Regions from separate parts of the Mus musculus genome. Here region 2 is linked to region 1. A link is a contact called in public HiChIP or PLAC-seq data. All regions are on one chromosome and are shown on one strand. The core of a region is the stretch at or near the end of the contact, and the rest is flanking DNA. Distances in the headings are between cores, read along the strand shown.

Evidence for each region. HiChIP or PLAC-seq counts read pairs in DNA pulled down with a chosen protein or histone mark.
Region 2: an H3K27ac HiChIP or PLAC-seq map of SST interneurons shows a contact between it and region 1, with 4 times the contacts expected there. The contact joins two enhancer-like sites. A contact is called at or near these places in 2 of 39 promoter capture datasets (liver and second pharyngeal arch cranial neural crest), 5 of 115 datasets of contacts at active chromatin or transcription factors (SST interneurons, embryonic basal ganglia, embryonic forebrain and 2 more) and 1 of 9 other capture datasets (pancreatic islet).

Annotation. Positions count from the first base shown.
Region 1 is chr1:168,420,882-168,428,060 of GRCm38.p6, reverse strand. It overlaps Pbx1 (pre B cell leukemia homeobox 1), which reads left to right. Exons shown (of 9, transcript NM_183355.3): 2 at 119-192. Among named protein-coding and RNA genes, the nearest start is that of Pbx1, 7.7 kb to the left of the region's middle. Within about 2 kb of position 4,205, at least 29 of the 459 cell types and tissues checked have an H3K27ac peak or open chromatin away from gene starts, as enhancers often do. A contact at or near this core is called in SST interneurons, where this site is marked.
Region 2 is chr1:168,877,152-168,884,330 of GRCm38.p6, reverse strand. No RefSeq gene overlaps it. Among named protein-coding and RNA genes, the nearest start is that of Mir6354, 140 kb to the left of the region's middle. Within about 2 kb of position 2,715, at least 4 of the 459 cell types and tissues checked have an H3K27ac peak or open chromatin away from gene starts, as enhancers often do. A contact at or near this core is called in SST interneurons, where this site is marked.

The DNA of each region.
Region 1 (7,179 bases), core at 2,956-5,455:
TTTTTTTTTTTTTTTTGGCTAAGTGTTGAGGTCCCCTCTGTACCTTATCAGTTTGATCTTGAGTGTCCACCTAAGCTGTTGTGTTTGTTTTTTGTTTTTGTTTTGTTTTTTCTTGCAGAAAACATGCTTTAAACTGCCACAGAATGAAGCCTGCCTTGTTTAATGTGTTGTGTGAAATCAAAGAAAAAACAGGTAGGAATGAAAACTCCAACCTTTGGGCCTTTTTCTTTGGCTAGTTAAACCCGCTGAGCCTGCAGCTCCTCTGCTGTTCTTGGGACCTTAGTGTTTTAGAATGCAAGCGCTACCAGGGAAGTCCATGGCTGCTTTCTCTAAAGGGAAACAGCTTTGACAGCCGCTTTCAAGCAGTATGTTGTCTTTAAATCTGGCCCCAACTCTTTTTGAAATTGGGGCTAAGGCAGAGGTTTGGACGGGAAATTTATAGAATGATATGCCTTTGGGGGAAAAATACAAATGTAAAAATCCATTTCCTGAAGAAATAGATTTTTGTCTACAATGACTGACCCCCATCTCTCACCCCTGCTGTTGGGCAGGGGAGTAAGAGCTAAGCTGTTGTTTCCTTTCTTTTTTGGCCACTTTGTTCTTTGTATTTACACAGAGTCACCAACTTGAGGTTCTCAAAAGAGTGTCTTGGAATACCTTTGTGGAATGTCCAATTCAATATTAGGTGAACGGGCTTTTGAATGGCCTCTGGTTTTTCTAGCAGGGACCGACCCTCTTTAGATTTAGGGCACTATGTTATCCAGAGATCATTCCCTCTCTTGTTTTGCTACTTTCTGAGCCTCATATCATAGACTAACACACTTATAACACATCCCAGGAGGGCATTTAAATTTTAAAGCAACAATTAAAAAATCGCAGTCATCAATCAGAGGTGTTCTTAAACAACAGATGTGCGGAGAAAGGCCACTTAGCAACTGTCCTCTTGTTTCTTTATCTTGGTCCTTAATTTTCCAAAGTGGGTTAAATCGCTCCCTTGTAAGAAGAAAGGGTGGGGAAGGCGATCTAACGCCAGGGCATAAAGAGGGACTGGGGGGGTGCATGCAGACAGGGAGCGGCTGCTGGTCTCTGACTTTCTCGCCCACTTTAAAGCCGGGCAAAGTACCTGCCATCCCGTATATTTATTTATTTTTTACAACAAGGTGTATAACAGTCAATAATTCATATCTAAACCATATAAGCAAGGGCATGACATAAATGAAAGTGACAATAGATATGATTGCATGCTCGGTTGATATACATTGATAGTTACACATGGGAAGGGGGGAGGCTGCGGAAGGTGGCTTTCCTTACGTCTCTCCTTTTAAAGGTCTCTCTAAATGTCTCTCTGGATTTCTCTGTTAAGAAAAAAAAGAATCTTTTCAAGGGGTCACTGTTGATTGAATATGCAATTACTCAGGTCTTTCAAATGTCTGTGAAATTAGTAAATAGTTCCTTTGTTGGATGGTGCTTGTAGGGGATGGAACACGCAGACAAAGCACCTGAGACAGGCTTCCCAGACCTCTGAATCATCCAGGTGCCTGTGCCAGGACCTAACCTTATTGCAGAGCTGATAATTGCGTCGTTTTAGCCATGAGAGGCGCCTTTTGAGAGATGTATTGATTGTGCATACCGATATCAAAGGAGCTCTTCCTCAGTGTGCCTCTTAGGTTTTTCTTGTTATTTTGTCTTGTTATTTTCTTTCTTTCCTTCTTTCTATTAGCTCAGAGAAGGAAGCCGGGGGCTCGTGTGCCTATGTGTCTCCTTCTCTCCTAATTTTCCTTCTCGTTTGAAGTCTTCTGTGGTTATTCACTTTGAATGGCGGGTTTTGTTTCTCATCAAGTTGGAGTTTTGTTTTGTTTTCTAATCTCGGTTCATGAAATGTAGAGTCACAATAAGAAGGAATCGGAACTAAAGGGACAGAAGGAGAGTTTCTCTTTAAAGATACTGTATTCTGTATTTTTATTGGGAAGGGTACCACTGAGGTCACCGACTTGTACATCATGGCCCAAGTGTTCAATTCTCATCTCCTAATTAAAACCTGCTGAGGTAGTGTAGATCAAAGTGGGTGGCTGTGAAAAGAGGTCCGATTCAGGTGCGCAGTGAAGACTTCGCCCATGATTAATATTGGCTACGGTGCCGGGGGTGGGGTGGAAGTGGGGAGAAATTGTCGAATTGGCCAAAATGATGTTCTTATGGTTGGAAGATATTAATCTGTTTGTTGGTTGTTGTTGTTGTTTTTTTAAATTATTGTCAATATGAATATGGTTGGAGTCTTAAAAATAATATTATTTGAAGTTTTATGTGTTATTGATACAGGATGCCTTAAAGGATAGCTTATGAAGTAATGTAATTAGTGATGGTTCCTGTGTGAAGAGGGGTACAAAACAAGATTCTATGGAGAGGATTCCTGACTCGGGGGAGCAGGAACTCGCTTTTATTCTTCCAGTTGAGTGTTGGGAGGCTGGAGAGAGGGAACAGACGGAGGTGTCAGTGGTAGAGCAGACAGTACTGTGTTTAAAATCAGCTTTTATTACTAAGAACCGTGTGATTTCTGTGTTCAGGATCTGGGCTGCCTGTGTATCTTCATGCCTTTGATGCCCTGGGGTAATGAATGCAAAGTGTCTGGAAAGTTGCACAAGTCTTTCATTTCAGTGCCCGTTTCTGTCTGTCTGTCTGTCTGTCTGTCTGTCTGTTTCCCTCTCTTTTTCCAAAACTAGTAAAAAAAAAAAGGTGGTCTAAAAGACCAGGTCACATGCTTCTGTGCTGTCCTGGAACTTTTCTTATTGGGACTATCAAGGCCCACAGCACTGAACAAGTGGCCTTGCTGAGGCCATTCAGGGTAGAGCAGATCTGTGTACTCTGGCCAGGAGCTGGGGTGTGTGTGTGTGTGTGTGTGTGTGTGTGTGTGTGTGTGTGTGTGTGTGTGTGGTGTGTTGTGTTGGCTTGCTGCTGCTTTTGTTTCTTGGGTTTTATTGATTTAGTTGGAAGATTGAGGTAAATAGGAAAACTTACAGAGATGCCTGATCAACCTTTTTGGTATTTAAAAAACAAAAACAAAAAACACGTGCATGATACCTAAGGCAGGCTGCACGGACTGAATTATAGTTGATTGATGGGTATTTAAGTCAGAAATTACTTTGGGATTTTTGAAAAGTAGATGAACTTGAGTGTTTTGCTTTTGAGTGTGGGGAAGTGTTTATTTTGATACTTTATGCTTTTAAAATATAAACGCTAAGGTAAAAAATAAAATGCCAACAAAATATTCAGGTTACAGCTTGCGCTCAGCCTCATGCAGACCCTGTTGAGAGCCACGGCAACAAACTTTACAGATGTGCCTTCCAGCTGTATCGTCAGTCTGGGACCATAGCTGCTTTAAATACAGAATTTGGGTCATTTACAATCAAATTTCCTTTTAAAGAACTGTCACTTGTCCTTTTACATGTTAGCGATAGGCTGCATTTTGCCTGTGTCTACGTGGGCTGGAAAATGGGTTTCTTGGGACTGAAGAATAGGAGAAAAAAGTCAAACATGTTGATTTTCTGAAGGAGGAAAAAAGATCTGCAATATTTAATAAATACTTAAAATTTTTCTTTTTAAAAAATGTTTACACTTCTCTGTCCAAAAAAAAAAAAATCATAAGTTTAAAAGTCAGGAAAGGTGAAAAGAGAGCCTTATTTACTAAAGAGAGGAGTCCGAGACACCTGGGAGCAAGCTGCAATTGTGAGTGAATTTGAATTTTAGCACCTAATAGCTTTCTCTGGCACTCCTCAGCTAAGTTTATACCAAGTGTAATCTGCTCTTGAGTTCAATCAAATAATTGGAGGAGGGTTTAAAAACCGATCCCCCCCCTTTTTAATCCTCTTTTGTCTCTCTGTCTGTCTGTATCCAATTAACACCCCCATCGTGGTGCTGCCGATTGGCTTTTTACCCTTCCCCTTATTTCTCTTTTCACTCCCACCCTTCTCCATCCTGCATGCCACTACCACAGCAGTTATAGGATGGGACACTTCCTTCTCTCCCTGCCCCAGGAAGAGCTAGAGAGGTGTGTGTGTGTGTGTGTGTGTGTGTGTGTGTGTGTGTGTGTGTGAGAGAGAGAGAGAGAGAGAGAGAGAGAGAGAGAGAGGACTGACTGTGGAAGGAAGCTGTGTGTGACTTCAAAAGACACAAGTGACCTTGCTCCTTGAGCAGAACTGGACTGAAATAGCTGTAGACAGTCTGGAAAGGCCTCCGACCGGGTCCCTTTCCGAGCTGGGTGGGAGTATTGGAGATGCTAGCCTTCAAGGCCTGGCAACTGCAAAACCTTTTATTAATTTTTGTTTTTTTTGAAAAGACATCTAAGGAGTGGAGAATTTGGTCCTTTCAGGCTGCATGCCAGGGAGAATGGGCTAAGGAGAGGAAGGAGCAGCAACCATCCCTCCCTCACGAGATACTGGCTTTCCAAGTGAGGCACACGTGCTGTAGACCATCAGTGTGACTCTGAGAGAGTGTCGGGCTGTATGTGTGTGTGTGACTCTGAGAGGGTGTCGGGTGGACTGGAGGGAAGTCATGTCTTGTCTCCAGGCATTTCAGTGCCTTTCCATTCCTTGAAAGTGGGTTTCCAGACAGATGAGCTCCCAAGAAGTGTGAAGAGGGGTAGCGTATGATTTGCTCGTAGCGTCTCAAAAGAGATCGAGGGCAATAGTGTGTTATTTGTTTCCTCACCTGGATAGAACTTGAGAGACAGTTTGCGTGGAGACTCTGCAAGAGGCCGTGTGCAAGGGAGAACATTAGACCTAGAAGTGCCTGAGGTGCAGACTAGGGGCTGTGAGTAGTTCCGGAGGGGCTGAGATCAACTGGAGATTCCGGGACTCAGCTCCCAGCCCGGGCTCGGCCTTTTAAAGGCTTTGCCTCTGTGTTCTGTTGATATCCAAAAATGTTCTCTCATTCTTGGCAAAATTACAAAAATACCCCTGAACCAGTAAACAAACCCAAACCTAGATATTGGCCATACGTAAACACAAAATCATGGGAATTTTTAAAGTAGAGCTCTGGCACCTTTAAAAACATTTTATTTTAGTTATACTTATGTATTTATTTGTGAGGGTGCAGGGTGGGGGAGGTGAGGGAGGAGTGCCATGACAGATGTGTGGAGGTTAGAAAACAACTTTCAGGAACTGGTTCTCGCCTTTCAACGATGCAGGCCCTGGGGATCGAACTCAGGTGTCAGGCTCAGCTGCGAGCACCTTTACTGTCAGAGGTATCTCACAGGCCCCTGGCTTCTATTGTGACCTACCTTGGATGTGTGTCCCTTAGGAAAGCCAAACCTCAAGTTTTGTTCTGAATATCTTTTAGATGGAAGTGGTAATGTCTTTTTCCCCCTTGAGACAGGGTCTCACTCTGTAGCCCTGGAACATGTTATGTGTTATGTATACCAGGCTGGCCTTGAACTCCCAGAGATGGACCTGCCTCTGCCTCTGCATCCCACTGCTGGGATTAAGGGTACAGACAACCACTCCCCCCTTTTTTTCTTTCATCCAGGGCATCCACTCCTTCCTCTTACCTTCTTCACCTGGGTCAAGGGAAGCCGCGGGTTCCCACATCATGCTGTTCCTTCACTGAGGTTGTGCGGAGGGATCTGGGAACACAAAAGTTGGTAAAGATAAACATGGGGTCCCTGAGCTCCCTGTCAGCAGCTCTCTCAGGGCGCCTTTTCATCGACCCCTGTACACGCAGGAACACATACCTGAGGCCCTCTAAAGATGGTGGAGGAGGCTTAGTGTTCCAGGGAATGGGGGTGGGCATGGGAGTGTCTGGGTTTTGCTCGCTTGGCATCTCAAAGACAGCAATTCTTAGCAGTTTGGAAAATGGCTCCCTGGGCATAAAAAGTTCAGGTGTAGATTGTCATGGGACTGGAAAGCCTGCCCCGGCGATGACAGAGGAAGGTCACTAGTGCCTAAAGGCTCTGTGGGGTCAGAGTCCATCCTTTTCGGCCTATGATTTATAGTTTTACCTACATCTGCCCCTGAAAGATTTGTCAATAAGTGGGTATTGGGGTGGGTGCCTCATGCTTTTTGCTCTTTGTATACTTCCAACTGAGCAACTTTCAGACTACAGATAGATTTCTTAATTTTAGGAGGAACTGTGACACTAGCTGGTAGGTAACTACTTGGTTTCTATAGCCAGCCCCCTTGATCTACCACTCTTTGCTGTGTGACCTTCTTTAGGTTGCTAAACTTCTCTGAGACCAATTTTCCTTTTTCTATAAAATGAAGGTCACAGTGATATTTATCTGAAAGTGTTGCTATGGTGACTCTCTCTTGAGATGCTGATACCCACACTTGGGTGTGTGTCATCCTTTTCCTGGTACCTTCCCAAGCTTGACTGTATGGTGAAGGGTCACTGGGAGGACTAAACGATGTAGTATATGCCTAGTGGAAACAGACATGACTGGTGGGTTTTATGGTTTCTGGCCCTGTTTTCTTACATGAAAGAGAGAGACCTGCACCAGATGGTCCCTAAGGGTGAGCCAGTTCCAAGGCTTGAAAGAGGAAAAATTGCTGAATTTAAGGTTAGCTTCTTTTGTTTCTCATGTATTTTCTGCAAGTGAGAATTAGATGTGTTTCATCAGAAGTCGGGCATGGAACAGAGTGATGAAGAGGAAGGTCAGGGCCTTTTAATCATGTTCTTCCTGGACAACTACCGCCTAGCCAGCTAGAATTGCCTGCACGGTGGATAATGTTTGCCCAGCAACACCAACCGGAAACAAGGCATCCTCAGGGTTAAAATATTTTCTCTGAGCATGCCCAGTTGGTGCCTGTCAACCTACTGAGCTTCAAGGTAGGAACTTGTTTTAAAAAAAAAGAAGAAGAAGCCAGAGTCACGTGACCTCTCCCCAAATTCCCAATATGTTCTGTATTTAGGAGAAATGCTATCTTTGTCACTGAGATGGGCTTCATGACACACAGCAGGCTACTGTTTCTTCATGTTATTTTTTTAAAACATATGTTTGAAATGTATTTTATATACCATGAAATTCACCCCTTTGCAAAATACAGCTCAGTGATTTTTAGTGTATTCAGCGAGTCCCCAGTGCCACAATCTAGTTTTAGAACTTGTTGGTCCGCCCCTGACCTAATATTTATCACCAGTCTGGCCATGTCCCTCTTTCCCATGCCTAGACCCTATCAGCCCTTCATCTCA
Region 2 (7,179 bases), core at 1,466-3,965, 460 kb before region 1:
TACATAACCACACCATTCACAGAACAATACGGAGGAGGGAATCCCACAAGCTCCCTTCCTTAGATGAAGGGCTACAGGCAGCCATGGCTGCTGAGAGGAGGGGAAACCCGTTTCTTCCAGACATGAACTCTCTGATAGGTTATCCAACCTAAGTCCTCAGTTCATGCTGATCTGAACAACACGGAATGGAATCAATAGGCTATGAGTTTTGTTTCTGAGTTTTGTTCCTATATAACAATAATAAGTAAAGAAGAGGTCATGCATTAAGATGGAGATGGGGAGGGCTTAGGGCCAGTTTAAGGGGGAGGAAAGTGTAGAAATTATGTATAGTTTTGCACTCATGTCTGATTCTAAAAACCAGACTGTGGGCAGAGCATGGAACTTAGTTGGTAGAGTGCTTTCCAAGCATTTATGGAGCTTTCAGATCCATGCCAGGACAGCATAAATATAGAAGTGGATGCTCACAGTCATTTATTGGATGGAACACAGGGCCCCCTAGGAGGACCAACAATATGTAATACATATACAGATATGTGTGTGTGTGTGTGTGTGTGTGTGTGTGTGTGTATGTATATACATATATATGTAAAACATTCTGTTATCAGATATAAAACTTTAACATGTCATTTTCACATTACCTCTTTCTCATTCCCTCTAATATTTGCTCTCTTTTTGGTTTCAGATTGTAGGTCAACTAAAACTATAGCTTTGACCCTTTATAGCTTTCAGATCTTTTCTATAATCTCTGTTTCATTTTTTATGCTGGAAAAAAATAAATTTCACTTGACTAGTTCTAGGTTACTGTTTAGATAGTCCTGTTTTGTTTGTTTGTTTTCTTTAATTAGATATTTTCTTTATTTACATTTCAAATCTTATCCCCTTTTTTAGTTTCCCCTCCCATAATCCCCTATCCCTCCCTCCTCCCTCTGCTCCCCAACCTACTCACTCCCATTCCTGGCCCTGGCATACCCCTATACTGGGGCATAAAACCTTCACAGGACATAGGGCCTCTCCTCTCATTGATGACCAACTAGACCATCCTCTGCTACATATGCAGCTAGAGCCGCCAGTCCCACCATGTGGTTTCTTTGATTGGTGGTTTAGTCCCAAGGAGCTCTGGGAGTACTGGTTAGTTCATATTGTTGGTCCTCCTATAAGGTTGCTCCTCCATTGGTGGCCCTGTGTTCCATCCAATAGGTGATTGTGAGCCTCCACTTCTCTATTTGCCAGGCACTGGCCGAGCCTCTCAGGAGACAGCTATCGTAATGATAATTTAAAATTATATTTTTACTTCCCAAAAATATAGATGGTACATTTTAAAGGTTTGTAGTCTCTCATTTCTGATTTTTCTAAGTTCCCCCTTTTATAAATTCCTTTTAAACATTGCATACATATTATTTATTTGGCGATGTCTGAGGATGGCAATATCTTTAGTTTTAGGGCCTGTATATCTATTATTGGTTTTCTCCCAGTGTTCTTGCATCTTCTTTTCTTTATGTTTAAGATACTTCCACAATGTTCCCAGATGTCACTGAGTACAGCCCAGGAACATTCTGAGAGCCTAAATCACAGGTTCTTCTCTACAGAAGGAATTCATCTCCTCCTGGGAGCAAAAGATTATTCATGAGTAAACAGCTTGAGTATCAGATTGGACTTCTGCATTCTCAGGTGGATCCAAGAGAAGATGGACCTCCAACTCTGGAATATGACATCATGCTTTTAGACATAAAAGTTTCAAAAAGCTTCATATTCAAGGGCTAGACCAAAAATTTCCTCTGCATCTTCATCTCTTACCTAGTAACATTTATTGTTATGCTGACAAAATATCCTTGCAGAAAGGGACATAGGTGAGGAAAGGTTTTCTGTTTGGGTTTTTAGGGTTTGGGGGTTGCTTTTGTTTTCTGCTTTCCACACCAAGTACATGCTGTCATTTCAGGGGAATCAAGGCAGCCTTGTCACATCACATCCACAGCCTAGATCAAAGAAATAAGGAACGTCTTTCCTTGCTTTCAGCCAGCCTCCTGCTCCCTTATACTGTCTAGAGACCCCATGCTGTAGTAACAGTGCTACCCACAATGGGCTGGGTCTTCCTCTATCAATCCCAAGTCAAGACAGTATCCCATCGACATGATTCCAGGTCAACCTGATCTTGGTAGTTCTTCATTAAAACTCTCTTCATGGTGACTCTAGGTTGTATCAAGTTGCTTAAAACTAAGCAGCTCGGTTTCCATGTTGTTTTCCTCAAACACAAGGTTTTTGTTTCTTCAAGGTCAAGAAGAATGCTATTTTATTTTCCCTTTTGTTTCTACCACCGAACAAAATGTGGAATGTGTGGTCATATTCTATAGCTCCTTTTAGAGTGTATGAATACCTGACTAAAGGTATATGTTCCTTTTAATTTAAATATGTAAACGTTTTTGGTAGGGGAAATAATACTTAACTCCTAAAAATATCTTTTACTGGGTTAAGCAGAGAAAGAGAGGGAAACAGGAAAGAAGAGAGGAGAGAGAGAGAGAGAGAGAGAGAGAGAGAGAGAGAGAGAGAGAGAGAGAGAGAGAGAGAGAGAGAGACGATGTGAATTTATGTGTACACTCCTCCTTGTGGAAACAACAGGTTTAAATATTGATGAAGTGGAACCTCCCATCCTCTGTGTGCATTGAACTGAGAGAAATTCATAACAGAATGAAATGCATAAGCGACTCGTGACCAAACCGAAACCGTCCCGTTTGTTGACGCAGCGTATATTCTGTGTCCAACCCGTAAACAGCAGAAACTGACATGAATGAATACGGTGCAAAGCAAATGAAACCGCTATCAGAGATGTTTCTCTCTCTTCCTGACAGAGTGGCTGCTGTCTTTTTGAGGCACCCAGCAACAAGGGGAAGAAAAATCTGCATAAAATATTCCAAGCGGAGGGTGGATAGCTGGTTCCAGAGTAGATAAACACTTTGACAAACACCCAGGAAGAATGTCTGTAACCTTCATCAAACTGAAAGGACAGGCAAGAACTGAGATGGACGACACTGTCCTGGAAATTACAGTCTCAGCGATTTGGAGACACTTCATTCTGCAAAGGAGCTGGGACTGGGGTGGGGGGAGTGGGTGAAATGGGAGGGTGGTAGGGGGAGATAAACAGGAAGTTTCAAATCTGCCCAAAATGGCATGGTGTATTTTTGTAGGTTATGGTATTAAAGGAGTCTAAAGTTGTCTCTAGAAAATGATATCTCCTAAAGTTCATCTCATCTTTTGAACAACTCAGAATTGACAGGAAATATTTAAGCAATTGTACGTGTCGTCTTCCTAAAAATCCTGACATTAAATAGTCTTGGGAAAGAAATTGCTCAGAAGAGAAGACGCATCTGTCTGTTAGTGAAATGAGAAGCATACAGATCATGAAAGGGTACATGCATCCACGAAGGCCTCTCATATGTGGAGCCCAGTCCTAGGCACTAGGAAAAGAGGAATCTTTTCCCCTTACCCTTGAAGGGTCTGTAGAGGGGACAGGATGAAGTTCAGGCTACACATGAACCCCCAAGTGTCAACTGAGTCCTTAATATCTGAATGTGCATCTCTCAAAGCAATCTGAACGCAAAGATGGCAGGCTGGGATGGCATCCTAAAAATAGCAGGCTTTACCCTCTGACTTAAAAGGCATATTTTTTAAAAAATGTATTAATCACTTGATGTCTTAATTTTGAGGAATAAATTTTACTGTATATGATAGATTTCGCATATATCTTACATGACTTAAATTGAACTTCCAAGACTGTTTTTAAGTTTCTATGAGACAATGAGATTTCCATCAAAGAATCACACAGGAAAAAGATGGATGACCCAGCTTTATAGTAGTCAGGCAGTCAAGTCAACCAACTTCTTCTTTTATTTATTTTTTATTTTTCCTATTTAGGCTCTCAAAGGATTGGATGATACCCACTTGTCCACCAATTTAAATGCTAATTACTCCTAGAACTACCTGCACAGACACACCTAGATATAATGTTTGTCTAGCTGTCTAGTTCACAGGCAGTCAGGGCTAGGCTGGAAGCCACAACGTACATGGATTCTCCCAGGTATTACTGCACTTCTCATCCTGTTGTCACAAAATCAGTTCTTCATAACAAATATGTCCATATTGTTCATGTCACTTAATGATACTTATTTTGTTTGTATTGGTTCATGTGCATTTAGGATAGACATGTGGATATAAACATAAATATATAAATATGTCTGTGAATACATACATACTCACCCTATGTTTTCTATTGCTAAGAGAACCCTGAGAAACATACACAGATCACTTAACCCTTAGAAATCAGGTCTAGCATTTTTTTGGACAAGTCAGATAAGTCTCCCTTAATTGAAAAGCAGTGAAAAGTAAAAACTATAATTAGAATCTTGGAAATTCTTTAATCCTAGTTGTTTCTTATATTTCCTCATACATTCAGGCAAGTTAAAGGTCTTTGTGCAGTGGAATTAGCTGGGCACAATGAGATACACGTTTAAGGGAAGACCATAGTCTTCGTCAAACTAATGACTGCGGTGAGGATGTATCCCTTGAACAAAGCTGAGTCCTAAAACCTACGTCCACATGACAGTAAGACTAATACTGTGCTGAATCTCCATTTCCACCGTTCTTCCCAGGAAGTGGTGCTGATGAGGAGGACAACAGAGAACATGCAGCTAGAAGATGCAGCTAGAAGATGCAGCTAGAAGATGGAGGTGTCCGATTTGTGGAGAAGAGGAAGCATGCAGAAACCTCTCTGATCCACATACCAGCTATTCCCTTCCTCCAAATCCATACCACTCCACAGAGAGAAATAACCGAAGCAAAGCTTTGAACTGGGTATCTTCCTGCAAATGGAGCGTGATGCAGACATAGGAAGGGTAGAAGTCATTCATTGATGTTCACACCAGTGTATCATGTTAGCCTGAGAAGTAATACTCCTAATTTTGTTAAATTGTTAGATTTTTGTTAACTTTTGTAAATGAATGCTTGGGGGAGGAGAAAAGCAGTTAGCTGAAAGAAATAAGGGAATGTACCTGTGGCCCATATTTTAATATTGGCTCCATCTTGGAGAGTATATTTCTCTTTATAACTGGAAGTTGGAGGGATGGTACTCACCTGTTCACAACGTTGTTCTTCCTATGGCGCTGCAAACCCCTTCAACTCCTTGGGTCCTTTCTCTAGCTCCTCCATTGAGGACCCTGTGCTCCTTCCAATGGTTAGCCGTGAGCATCCACTTCTTTATTTGTCAGGCACTAGCAGAGCCTCTCAGGAGACAGCTATATCAGGCTCTTGTCAGCAAGCACTTGTTGGCATCCACAATAGTGTCTGGGTTTAGTAACTGTATATGGGATGGGTCCCCAGGTGGGGCAGTCACTGGATGGACTTCCTTCAGTTTCTGCTCCACACTTTGTCTCTGTATTCCATGGTTATTTTGATCCCCCTTCTAAGAAGGACCAAAGTATCCACACTGTGGTCTTCCTTCTTCTTGAGCTTCATGTGGTCTGTGAATTGTATCTTGGGTATTCCAAACTTCTGGGCTAATATCCACTTATCAGTGAGTGCATACCATGTGTGTTATTTTGTGATTGAGTTGCCTCACTCAGGATGGTATTTTCTAATTCCATCCATTTGCCTAAGAACTTCATGAATTCATCGTTTTTAATAGCTGAGTAATACACCATTGTGTAAATGTACCACATTTTCTATATCCATTCCTCTGTTGAGGGACATCTGGGTTCTTTCCAGCTTCTAGCTATTATAAATAAGACTGCTATGAACATAGTGGAGCATGTGTCCTTATTACCAGTTGGAGCATCTTCTGGGTATATGTCTAGGAGTGGTATAGTTGGGTCCTCAGGTAGTACTGTGTCCAATTTTCTGAGGAACAGCCAAACTGAATAACCCTATTAAAAATGGGGTACAGAGCTAAACGAAGAATTCTCAACTGAGGAATACCGAATGGCTGGGAAGCACCTAAAGAAATGTTTGGCATCCTTAGTTATCCAGGAAATGCAAACCAAAGCAACCCTGACATTCCACCTCATACCAGTCAGAATGGCTAAGATTAAAAACTCAGGTGACAGCAGATGCTGGCAAGGTTGTGGAGAAATCCAAGCAGAACTTTTACCTGGGTGTTTTTCTGTTAATGAATTGTGATGCAGATGCAGGATGCATAGAAGTTCATTTATGTTCACACCAATGTGTCCTGTTAGCTTGAGAAGCAATATTCCTAATTCCTAATTCTTGCTAGGGTGAATGAATGCTATTGGGGAAGGAATAAGGCATTACCATCAATTTGAGGAGAGCAACCAATAGCCTGGCCGTAGTATGAGGTGATGTGGTGTTTTCATGAGTAACAGGTTTATAGGTCTCTGAATTCCTTCAGAGAGAACCTGATGGTATCATGAAGAAGCAAAGACAAACAAATCACTTCTGGAGTAGGAGGGCAAGCGTGATCACCATTGCTTCTTGCATTCTGTTTTCTTTCCAGGTTCATTAAAATGTAATTGGGAAGTAAATACTGCATGTTTATCTAATGTGTCTGATGTGATATTTTATACATGTGTACCCTGAGAAATGGTTACCACTGTCAAGTTAATTGACATATCCATCATTCTGTTGACATTTTTTGTACATGTAGCAATAATACTTAAAATTTATTTTTTTGGCTAGTTTCAAGTACAAAAGCAGTTTTACTTAGTGTAACTTCCAAACTATCTATTCAGTCTTGAATTTCTCAACTTGTATCATTTATATATATATATATATATTTTATATATATATATATATATATATATACATATATATATATATATATCAATTTATCCCTTAATGGGCTGTTAGGATGACTGAATATCTTGACTATTATGGATTATGCCACAATGATCATGGAAGATCATGGAATGCAGATATCTTTGATATTAATTTTTATGACTCATGGTCATTGTGTATGCCAATAGATTTTATACATACCACTTCTTTCAAGCATTTCATGTATTCTAACCATATCCAACCCCATAAACTCCTCTTTTTTTTTAATTTCCCCTATCTCCCTTTCTGTTAGTCCTTCACCCAGAATTTTTTTCTGATTTTGTGTCACATATAGATGTATAAATGGTTTTACATACCTGCGTACAATCTGAGATTACAAACAAGAAATAATGTGTAATATTT